Regions from separate parts of the Mus musculus genome. Here all the other regions are linked to region 1. Evidence: chromatin contacts called from public HiChIP or PLAC-seq and promoter capture Hi-C data. All regions are on one chromosome and are shown on one strand. The core of a region is the stretch at or near the end of the contact, and the rest is flanking DNA. Distances in the headings are between cores, read along the strand shown. Region 1 holds the start of Atg14 (autophagy related 14). Region 2 holds the start of Otx2os1 (orthodenticle homeobox 2 opposite strand 1). Region 3 has its middle 42 kb from the start of Naa30.

Region 1 (3,847 bases), core at 712-3,211:
GGAGTTAAAGTCAAACACAGTACTGGATAGCATGCTCGTCTGGGTTGGATATTCAAGAGTGGCAGTCTTCAAGCCCAGCGTGGTGGCGCACGCCTTTAATCCCAGCACTCAGAAGACAGAGGCAGGCAGATTTCTGAGTTCGAGGCCAGCCTGGTCTACAAAGTGAGTTCCAGGATAGCCAGGGCTATACAGAGAAACCCTGTCTCAAACACCCCCCCCCCAAAAAAAAGTGGCAGTCTTCAGCATCTAGATGGTATTGAAATTACAAGAGTAAAAATAGGAAAATGTGGGCTGGAGAGATGGCTCAGCAGTTAAGAGCACTGACTGCTATACCGAAGGTCCTGAGTTCAATTCCCAGCAACCACATGGTGGCTCACAACCATCCATAATGAGATCTGGCACCCTCTTCTGGTGTGTCTGAAGACAGCAACAGTGTACTCATATACATAAAATAAATAAATCTTAAAAATAGGAAAATGTAGAAGCTAAATATTTCATAAGACTCAACAATGAGACATTCCTATCTCCTACTTGTTTTTCTTAAAACAAAACTGGTTTAACTTTTAGAGCTATAACGTACTAAAATCATCATGTGGATCCATAAAACAGCAATGAACTTAAAAAGATGCTGTTACACCAGTATTTTCAGAAGAAAAAGAAATGAGCCCCATTCACAGGAATAATGGGGATTAAAACACCCCCAAAATTTACATGTTACATAGCCTTGCAGTTAAATGCACCCGTATATGGATCCAGGATGTCTGGGTTTTAACTGTTTGGGGCCTTGGAACAAGGCATTTACTACGTACAAGTCTCCTCAAGTAATCGGCTGGCAATAACTTGCATGGGTTGTTGTAAAAAAATAAATGCTTCAAATTTAGGACTAAAAAATTGTTTTATCTGGACATAATAGCACACACACTTTTCCCAGCGCTCAGGAAGCAGAGGCAGAAGGATCTCTCCGAGTTCCAGGCAAGTCTTATTTATATAGTGAGTTCCAGGCCACCCAGAGAGAGCTACATAGTGAGACACTGTCTCAAACAAACATACTAAAAAGTTACCTATTTCGTTATTGTTGAAACAAACGTTAGGAGTAAAAGATTCTTCAGCTAAGCATTCAGTTTTCTAATATCTTAATTCAAAAGAAAGACAAAATATTTCCTTAAACGCAGTTCTTTTAACTAAGGACTTGCAACTCAAAAACACAGTCCAGTATCCCCAGTGACAAAATCAACTTTGGGATTACAGAAGGAAGTAACCTAGTCCTGGTCCTCGTTCACAAAGAGCTGTATCCACCTGTGACACAGACAACCAAGGTTCAAGCCCTCCTAACCAATTTAGTTCTCTGCGGATTCCTTCTGTAAAATGTATTTATGTCTGAAGACGGGAAAAGGTAAAACTACGCTTCTGAATGGGAGAACTAAGACTCCTCTACACAGACTTCTCCAGAAGGACTGTATTTCCTTTCCCCAAGTACCCAAGAGGACCCTAGAGAAACTCTGGTGGGTGGTGGGGAACAGCAACCTACGTTCACCTAGCACCCACCCCCACCCTGCCACTGGCAACAAAGCGCCAGCGCAAAGCAGCTCCATTCTCTTTTCCACACTCGCAGGGCTCCTGGGCCCGGCCTAGGGTGTCCAGCCTCCAGCCTCTGGTGGCTGGGCCAGAGGAATCAGAGAAGCAGAAACAATAGGGCCGTGGCGGCCGCCGTACCTCTCCCGGTCGCGGCCGTCGAAATAGACGAAATCACCGCTCTGGACGCACTTGGCGCAAGTCAACCGCCGGCGAGTGGTGTTGCACAGAGGACACCGCTCAACAGCCACGTAAAGGCCCTCGGCGTCGTCCACCGAGTCCACCAGGTCCCGTGCTAGCGCCCGCGGCCCAAAACCAGGAGCCTCGGGCGTCCAAGATCCCTTCCCACTGGGAGACGCCATGATGATCTGAGCTCAGGGCCAGTCACGTGGGATTTTGTTTTTATCCAGGTGCATCCTGGGCTCGGAGGCGGGGCCTGAAGGCCGGGGCGGGAAAGGGGGCGGTCCAGAGGTTGGGGCTGGAGCTCAGAGGCGGAGAATCTAGGAACCAGGGATCTTCTTGTCCTACTTCCCACACTCCTTGGCGGCTGCGCAGTTCAACCCTTGGAGTGGCGCCAAACGAAGCCTCTACGTTATGCAAAATACAGTAATAAGTGCCCAAGCATTCTCAGTGAAGGTGCGGGAACAGAACAAGGGATTTCATTTCATTCATTAAGGTTACTTTTAGGTTTTGGGCTAAAACTGCAAGGAGCAAGGTTGGGAGAGAGTTGGATCTCAAACTAACTGAAGTTTGACTCACCTTCCTTCTTAAAAGCTGTGGAATTTGAAGAAAATCTTTTAACGCCTCTGCCCGACTTTGTCTTGGTTGGGGATATACTTGCTATACCTCCATAACCAGAGAGGGTTGAGCAAAAACCTCCCATAGCAGGCTAACACTCCCGACATCAGTAAAAACAAACAAACAAACAAACAAACAAACTGAAGATGTAAATCAAAGATAAATGTGGGGTTTTTTTCTTTTCTTTTCTTTTTTTTTTTTTTTTTTGAGACAGGATAGCCCTGGCTGTCCTGGAACTCACTCTGTAGACCAGGCTGACCTCGAACTCAGAAATCTGCCTGCCTCTGCCTCCCAAGTGCTGGGCGCACGCCCGGCGATAAATGTTTTTGAAATCAGCTTTTAATGGATAGTGCTTCTACGTAGCCTCCATTTCCCTCGAGTTCCAGTCCTCCTGTGGCAGCCTCGTGAGCTAACAGATTTCAAGCGTGTAATCACAGAAATCTAGCTGTAAGCACAGCCAGAAAACTGAGTTCTATTGGCTTCTGTCCTTCCCTCTCCTCTGGGTCATGTTCTAAGAGAATTTGAACTCGATAGTTAGGATTTCCTCCTAAGATTCTTCAGAAAGGATTTTCTCTTAGCGCGGGTCGCTTGCGTGTAGCAGCAGCCGCTCCGGTCACCGTCACGAGGGGCGGGCAGCGGCGGGGTCGACAGCTAGTGGGGTGCAGCGCTCGCCAGTGGTCGCGATGAGTTTACCCCTCAATCCCAAGACTTCTCTCAATGGACTGACAGGAAAGCCAGTGATGGTGAAACTTAAGTGGGGCATGGAGTACCTGGTCTCCATGGATGGCTACATGAACATGCAGCTTGCAAATACAGAAGAGTACATAGATGGGGAGCTGTCTGAACATCTAGGTGAAGTTCTAAAAAGGTGTAATAATGTCCTCTACATCAGAGGCATTGAAGAAGAAGAGGAAGATGGGGAAATGAGAGAGTAGCATCTTGGAGGATTTTATATATATTCTATACAATAAAGATTTGGGTGGTTTTTTTTTTTTTTTTCAAAAAAAAAAGATTCTTCAGAAAGAGGAGGTTTATATCAGAAAAAAAATTTTTTTTGATATGCCTCTAAACCATAGAAGGGAACAGAAGTAAAGCCGGAGGTCCAGTTGGACCAATGATTCTCAAGAATGGCTTCATCAGGGTGTCCACTGATAAGGTCTGAACTCTTTCTCCCAAGTCACACTGCCAGCACTCAGAGCTGCCTGCTGGGTACCAACTGATGTTTTCCTCACACTCCACCTTGAGACTGAAGTCTGCCTTAGAAAGGACAGGGTCAGTAGCCATGTAGGGCCTAGAGCCTGGGTTATAGGAGCCAGTTGCCTATAATCAAAAGTTGGTGACTACAACCTGGCTAACTTTGCCCCTTCTCCAGGGTCTGTTTAAATACAATTGGGATTAGAAGAGTAATCAAAAAAAGAAAAATAAAAAAAATCAAGCCAGGGCTACACAGAGAAACCCTGTCTTGAAAAACAAACAA
Region 2 (3,772 bases), core at 774-3,273, 1.1 Mb after region 1:
CCAGCTATCCTAAAAGAAATCAAGAGCATTCAGTTAAAAACCTTGTAGTCTTCACCTTTCCATAAAAAGTCAAACATAACCAGAAAAAAAAAACAATTAAAAGAAAACATAAAATGAAGTGGCCAGAGTTGTAAACAGGCTTGTGTCCGTCTACGATACATACAAAGTAGAGGTGGCGACTGAGCTCCTCTAGCGATTTTTATTTTTTAGTAACAGTGGAGGCTGAGTTGGAGCTGAGGAAGGTTCCGCTCTCAGGGAGATTTGCTGAGAAAGCGCCTCTCTGGCAACTTTTTGACGCAAACTCTCCAACCAATGGCAGGGAGAGAATGATTGACACATCTAAGCCAGAGGGAAAATAATAAAAACACACAACAGGGGGAGGAAAACAGGCCGCTGCTGCACGGGGGGAAGAGCAGGCAACAAATCCAGGCCTCCGACACTACCAGAACGTTCTTTAAAACACTGGGCTACGCTTAAAATATACATTATGGGCCCAAGCATGTGAACTAATTGTATAATTAAAATGATGGACAGGAAGGCCTCCCTCTTCGGTCTTTTCTTCTTCCTTTATACTCCTTCTTATCCTCCTTTTCTTTTTTGTTTTTATTTTAGAGAAAGGATACCAAACAACATAAAGCAGGAAAATATTTAAGTCAAAGCTAGGGGAAGGAGGGAGGGGGTAGTACCCCGTTTTCGATTTCCAACGCTAGCAAAGAATGTGTGGGTCAGAGGCAGAACTCAAACCCAGGCACAGGCTTAAAAACAGGGCTATGTTCTCTTGAAGAGGACCAGACGGCGCTGAGGGAAAAATGGGTGAAGATGAACAAGAGTGGAACTGAGCTGTGAACATGCAGTGTAGGCAGAGAGTCACGCAGCTATGGACTGTCTGAAAACTCCAGCGTCCTCACTGGCTGTTCTTTTACCCCTTAGAATAACCCTTGGTCTCTGGAGTTCTGGCTTTCCAGGCATGTTTTTTCAATTTGATAAGCATAGAGCAAGATACAAAAGAAAACGTGAGCTCCCAAATCTACCGCCAAGGCAGATTTCCGGCCAAGGGAGGGGATACCTCAAATCTCTCCAGCTGAGTATGAGGTGACAAAAAGCCCCCAGTAGAAACAGTTTGTGCTTAAGAACAAACGCCTGGTACTTCAGGCCTGGGAGTTACTAGGGATGGAGGCGCCCTACTCAGAGGCCGAAACTCGGGAGCTGGGATGCTGCAGGGTCAACCAACTCAACTTCTTCTGGTCCAGACTGGTTTTTTTTTTTTTTTTTTTTTAAACAAGAATCAGAGTTTTCTAGAAAAGCAGAAACACGCTGGACAGAATATTAGGGGACGGGGCGGGGGGAGGTGAGGGGCAAACGCTACTGCTGAGTGTGTGAATGGAGGCTGGGAGGGGGAGGGGGGGGGAGGATAGCTTTCCCCTCACAACTCCCAATGCAGAAGGAAAAACAAAACAAAACGAAAAAACCCACCCCTCCCTCACTACCTCAGTCACCGCCACCACTGCTAGTGGGCCCAAAGAAACAGCTCGTTGCCTTTAATTTGGGGACCTATGTTAATGAAGTTGGTAATTAATTCGTCGCTTTGTTGTCGGTTCTTATACTGTATGTGTAATCAAATGTGGCCGTCCTTGGGATTTACAGCAATTAGCGAATTACGGGAGTGCGCACGAGGCTGCAAGTTCTCGGCAGCCCGGCTGGGCTCGGCTCCGGCCTAAGGCTGGGCACTCCGCTGCCGCTGCAGACTTGCAGGTGTGTCCTAAGAGCCTTGGGGTCCTGGAGGCTCCGCGAACCCTCGAGCTCCTCCGGGCTTGCCCAGTTCTTCCTGGCTCCTTCGTAGCTGTTCCAGTCCTAAGGAAACTCCTGGCTGTCGCGTTCCCCAGAGCCACGACTTTGTGGGGCCTAGGCTAGGGGGGAGGGTGAGTACGGATCTTTCCTTGTTACCCCGCCCCCACTGTGCAGAAACACCTGGCGACTGTCCCTAAGGCCTTTCATTTAGGAGAGGTAAACAAATGTCCCAGGCAGTTGTCCCGCGTGGCCCGGGCTGTGGGAAGCAGGTCCTGGCTCTTGGTCCGAGCCATCGTGCTTTGTATGATGGAAAGGCAAATCCACGCGAATCTCTTGAAAAAGAGGTTGTTTCCCACCCCGAGAAAAGAGTTCTCCCCGGTTTGATCATAATGATGTTGAAAGCATCAAAGGGCGAGAAAGAAAAGAAAAGAAAAGAAAAGAAAAGAAAAGAAAAGAAAAGAAAAGAAAAGAAAAGAAAAGAAAAGAGAAAAAGGCCATTGTGGATGTAGGGGAGCAAGGCCTTGGGGGCAGTAGAGGTGGGGTGCGGTAACGAAATAGAGCGAGGGCTTGTGAGTCACTCAAAGTAAATGAAAAAATCCGGAGAGAAAGCGATACATCTACAGTAGGGTCCGGAGACATTAGGAACCTCTCAAGGCCCGGGTAAAGGTTTGGGGTGTCATCCTGAGACAACCCAGAGCAACCAAACCTCCCAGAAAAGTCCGGAGTGCTATAGACAGTGGAGGATTTCTGTTAGATACAGCGTGGGAGGGCTTTCCCCTTCAGCGGCTGGCAGCACACAGCCCCCCGCTTCTCCTTTGCCCTCTAGTCTAATAACTTCGCGGAAATACAGGGCCAATAAACCACCAGTTGGAAACGGACAGTGTTAAATAAACAAGGGTCTCTTTAAAATTCTCATCCACTTCAGATGTCTAAAGTAAGATCGTGATGATTTTGTCACGGTTTGGTAAATTTACCCCTTTAAGAGGCTTTTCATAAATCCCAGAACACACCTTCAGCCAGATTTGAATATAGATTTAGGTTTTAAAACCCAGAAGCTGGAAACACTGCTTTATCAAAGAGAATTTCCCTTTAGCTTAGCAGTGTGCTGCAGCTCTCAAAAGATTGGATCTGAAAGAGAGAGAGACACACGCACACGCACATAGGAGGAGAAAGAGAGCCAGAGCCAGAGATGAAGACAAGGGAGGGAAGGGAAAAAAGACTTTTCTTTTTTTTCTTTCTAGAGGAATTCTGCCCAGACTCTCCAGCAGTTGGTAGCAGGCAAGCTTTCTCCTGTGTCGCCTGGAAAAGTTGCAAAATTGCTCTTCACCTGTAAGAACATGCATTTTATCTTCCAGTCTCTTCTTGTCAATTTGGAAATTGCAGACACCCCGGCTCAGGTACGGTTTCCACAAACCCTATTCTAGGTCAGGACAAAAGCCACTGGCTTTGGGAGAAGGGGGGTGGAGAGGGTGGGCTGCTTCACAGAAACCCTTAGAAGCTTGATGGGAGAAAAAGACTCCTTGGATGGAAACATCTCTTGATTTTCAGTAAGTTCTTGAGCCTCCAATATTCTTCCTAGCCATTCATTGTATTTCCTTTATCCAGAGTTTAACTTTTCTCCCATTTAGAAAACAAAAACATTTCCTATGAAACTGACTTAAGATAGCTTGATTGTGGTTTTTTTTTTTTTTCCCAACAATTCTCATTAACTAGTGGGTGGGTCGTAGTGGCTGTGTGTACAATTACTCTGCTAGGCTGATGAGATATGAAGCTTCGGGAAAGTAGCAGCATACAGGCACCAAGTTATTTGTCAAGGCTTGTATGTGATTCCCACATTATGGCTGATATCCATGTTTTGTAATCTGGATTTATGTATATCACTAACTGGGCTGATTTTTCTCCATTCAAAATGCCAAGCTGGTTTAAAATATTCCAAAGTTTCCTCCAAGTTTATTAACTATGGGAGTGGGTGGGGGAGGGGAGA
Region 3 (4,030 bases), core at 77-2,576, 1.6 Mb after region 1:
CATTGACAGGGAGGTCTTTATTCTTCAGTTGTCCCTGATCTAATCTTGAGTCTTTTAACACTGAACACCAATTGAGCCGTAGCACCTATATCTCTCCTTCAGTGAGAGATACCAGCCCCACTGCAGTTTTTCAGAGGTTTATGGACTAGCCACATGCCTGTCTGTATTGTTACCGGCCAACCTTTAGACAACCCAGACCAGCCAATTTCTACAATAACATAAAATCTCACAGACAATTATTCTCTTGATTGTCTTTTTCTAATTGTCGTAATAGAGGATAATAACACATAAATGAATCTTAAGAGCTAAGAGCCTCCCAAGTTCAATTTAAACAAATGTTTGTCAACATGCAGAAAATGTCCTAACGCTTAGCCAGAGTAGTAGTACACACCTTCAATCCCAGCACTTAGAGAGGCAGAGGCAGGTGCATCTGTGAGTTCGAGGCCAGTCTGGTCTACATAGTGAGTTCCAGGACAGCCATAGCTATATAGTGAGACACTGTTTCTGAAAAACAAAACAAAACAAACAAACAAACAAAAAACCTAACCAACCAAACAGGACTTTGGAACACTTGAGACTCATCCAACTAGTATCTTTTTCATTTTATGGAAATAAGAAATAAAATTCAGGTTGGCCACATATTCTCTGTAGAATTCTATTGTGCAATCTGGGCTTGTGAGGTGTCAGAAATGTTGTGGAATAAAGTGATTTAGCTACTGTTAGTCACATTTTCATGAGGGATTTAGCCATGCTAGTTCCGTTGTTGGAATTCTTTCTATGATAACATAAAATCTCACAGACTCCTCTCTTGATTGCTTCTTCTAGTTGTCATGATCCAAGGTAATAAAAGGTATGGTAATCAGGAATGGCATGAGAAAGTCTGCATAGCTGTCTTTTCTGACAGGCAGAGATGTGGGAAGAAAGGCATTCCTCTTAACAATTCTTCCACATTGTCAAAGGAAGGTAGGGCTGCTGGCTGCTGGCCGCAGCCCCCCGTGTGATCCTGGGTGTCTCTAAGACGGCTTTCCTGAGCAGGAGGTGCCTAGGAGCAAACTGGAAATTAAAAACAACACAACACAACACAAAACACTAGAAAACTGGCCTCTTGTGTTAGAGCTCTCATTTCAGTTATGGGGTTGGAAGTTATGTCTCTCCTCTGTCTATGTTCACACGAATACACAGCTTTTTAACGTTCACAAAAACACTCTATTCAGAAGTCACCCTTCAAATGTCCTTGAAGGCAGAAAGGCAAACAAATGTGCCATTGTTCACTTGGATGTCACAGGGCACCTCCCAGTGTTTCCTGTAATCTGCTAATACCCCGTGGCAGGTGGAAACAGTACAAAGAATGCCCACAAGAATCGTTTTCCCCATTGGGCAAGACGGAAATGGCACTGGATAAGATTCAAATATCACCTGCGACTGCAAGTACATAAAGACATCAAAGGAGTCTGTGACATTGTGGCAACTGCTCCTATAACTATTACTGTCCCTTAAAATCCATCCCTACGGCTAGTTTCCATAACATAAAAGAGACAGCAAGCAGGATGTGGTGATCCACATACGTCCTAGCAACTCGTTTAGAGTCCGTTTTTATTTTTAAAGCTGCTTGAAAAAAAAATACTATTTGTTTAGTTCATGATCAATCACATGGCTTCTCAGTGTGGCCCTTTACAGCCATCATGAAGCACACACGTGAAAGCTACCAGTGACAGAACAGGAAACTAGTGTCTCTGGAAGATCGACTACCGCAAATAATTTCTGAGGGAATTCAGAACCGGGTAAGGCTCACAGCAAGAACTCAAAGCACTGGTAACTTGAATGTTCCATATAACTGAGTGGATGCACAATTCCATGCTTCTGTACCTTGTTTAAAGGGTAGATGGTTTATAAACTTATAAGACCAATCATTCTGAAGCAACTGAGGCCCCTGTTTCAGTAAAAGCATCAAAAAATAAATAAATAAGACATTAACTTTGGCAGAAGGGAGAGATGGAAGAAGAAAAATAAAACAAAAGAACTCAAAAATGAAAAATATAATCTTGATAAGTGGTTTTCACACTCTCATCCAGAACATGGAGGGTAAGAATACTAGAAGTGGCTCCTTTTAGTGGCAGTATAGAAGCTAATGTTTTCAGCCTATTTCTTTACTAACAGCAAGCAGTTATTGATAAGCCCAAACAGGCAGCTCTTCAGGAAGGAAGAGATGCAGTAAAACAAGCAAAGGGGAATCTGGGGCTTATGGTATGGCCTCCATAACAAAGCCAACACAACTGACCTTAAGTGCTTTCCCTTATTAAATCTGTTATGTTTTAAATGAAAAATGTGAATTAAGGCTGGGGGTGTATTTTGATAATAGAACCCTTGTCTAGCCCATCTAAGGCCTTGGGTTCAACCCTCAATATTGAAAAAGAAAGGAAAGGAATGGAGGAAGAGGAAGATTAAAATAGCCTTAGTTCAATGTCTTGCAGCAAAACACTATGATCAAGGCGTAACATGTGTTCAGAGTCAAAGGCATTAATTAACATTACAATTCTAGGGTGTGTGTGTGTGTGTGTGTGTGTGTGTGTGTGTGTGTGTGTGTGTACCATGGTGTGCAGGGAGAGGTCAGAGGACACCTTCAGGGAACTGATTCTTGCCTGCTGCCTTGTTGAGGCAGGATCTTCCTTTGTTTCTGCTGCTGCTGCTGCAGCACATACTGCAGGAAATTCTCCTAGCTGTGTCCATCTCTCACCTTGCTATAGGAGTGCTGGAGTGTTCTGTACTGGAGAAATGTAAAAGAAAAAGATCTACAACAGAACCTGCGGCACTGGTCTGTGTTAGAAGCTGCATGGCCATGGCTCTCAGGCTTCACCTGCCTTTTTCCCTCTGACTTTTTTTCACAGTTGATAGTCTGTCCTGGATTTACTGTATTGCTACTTAGAAGTTGTACGTGACTAGGCGTATTACCCACATAAGAATAAATGAGGACATAGGTTTGAAAGAAAATAAAACTTGAGACCTGTGATTCATGTAATTTATGTCAAATAGCCCAAAGAGTTGTCTGTGAGCTTTGAAACCTGGGGCTGAGAACATAGCAGAACAGGCCAGGACATGCCCAGGCAGGCCGGTCGTTAAGACATTCCTGAGGCTGCTTGGCCATAAAGATAAAGAGAATGACATGTCAGGACTGGCCCGGTGCCTCCCTATCTCCTGCCCTTCTGACCTAAGTTAAATGTTATCTGCATGTACAGTCTGCTGATGTTTAAATGGACCAATCATGTGAAACCGAGCCAATTCCTCCCCCACCCCCAGCCCCTTTCCTATAAAAACCCCTAGTTTCCAAGCCGAATCCACTGTCTCCTACGTTTCGACCCGGAGCTCCGCCATTAAACTACCTCGTGTTTTTACATCAAGACGGTCTGTTTGTTCGTGATTCTTGGGTGCGTGAGTGGGGGTTTCCCCACTAGGTTCTTTCAGGTTCAAGTGAGTGACAGACTGACTATGCTTTCCTGAATGTTTCTTTTGTCTCAAATTCCTAGGAATCTTGACACTTCCCTGCAAACAAGTTCTCTAATAGTCATACTAGCCTGTGAGTATGTTGGTGCTTGGTATATTTACAGGAATGACAAGTGGAAATTGCCCTGACAATTTATCCAAATGTTCTATCAAATTCATGATTGAGCTGCAGTTGGAAGAGAATCACTAGTGCTCTGTCCTGAAAACTTTTGCTGGGGATAATTTGAATATAAGCATAGTGATTTTAAGGTTACCACAATTGAGATATAGTTCAAATTTCTAACCATTTTCTTGGCAATACTGTTTCATATCTCAACTGGGAGTAAAAGAACACATGCAGGTGTTGGAACTGTATAATTGGGTAGCATGGTTTCTACATTTTTAAAAATTGAAAGATGAGGTTTAATATGTGGCGAGAATAAGAAATATATATTCACATTTAAGATACTTAAAAAAAAAGATTTATTTATAAGAGTACACACTACAGCTGTCATCAGACACACCAGAAGAGGGTATCAGATACCACTGCAGA

The links. HiChIP or PLAC-seq counts read pairs in DNA pulled down with a chosen protein or histone mark. Capture Hi-C pulls out chosen DNA fragments and counts their contacts.
Region 2: a promoter capture Hi-C map of pancreatic islet shows a contact between it and region 1. The contact joins the promoter of Otx2os1 here to the promoter of Atg14 in region 1. A contact is called at or near these places in 3 of 39 promoter capture datasets (embryonic stem cells, hippocampal neurons and stem cell-derived epiblast-like cells) and 1 of 9 other capture datasets (pancreatic islet).
Region 3: a contact with region 1 is called in an H3K27ac HiChIP or PLAC-seq map of embryonic stem cells, with 4 times the contacts expected there. The contact joins the enhancer-like site here to the promoter of Atg14 in region 1. A contact is called at or near these places in 1 of 39 promoter capture datasets (hippocampal neurons) and 3 of 115 datasets of contacts at active chromatin or transcription factors (astrocytes and embryonic stem cells).

What each region holds. Positions count from the first base shown.
Region 1 is chr14:47,566,473-47,570,319 of GRCm38.p6, forward strand. Atg14 (autophagy related 14) reads right to left here and starts at 1,962. Exons shown (of 10, transcript NM_172599.4): 1 at 1,714-1,962. The coding sequence starts at 1,934. It also overlaps the pseudogene Gm6616.
Region 2 is chr14:48,667,265-48,671,036 of GRCm38.p6, forward strand. Otx2os1 (orthodenticle homeobox 2 opposite strand 1) reads left to right here and starts at 2,024. Exons shown (of 5, transcript NR_029384.1): 1 at 2,024-2,132; 2 at 3,030-3,185. It overlaps Otx2 (orthodenticle homeobox 2), which reads right to left and starts at 380. Exons shown (of 5, transcript NM_001286482.1): 1 at 164-380; 2 at 1-9.
Region 3 is chr14:49,127,800-49,131,829 of GRCm38.p6, forward strand. No RefSeq gene overlaps it. Among named protein-coding and RNA genes, the nearest start is that of Naa30, 42 kb to the right of the region's middle. Within about 2 kb of position 1,327, at least 10 of the 459 cell types and tissues checked have an H3K27ac peak or open chromatin away from gene starts, as enhancers often do. A contact at or near this core is called in embryonic stem cells, where this site is marked.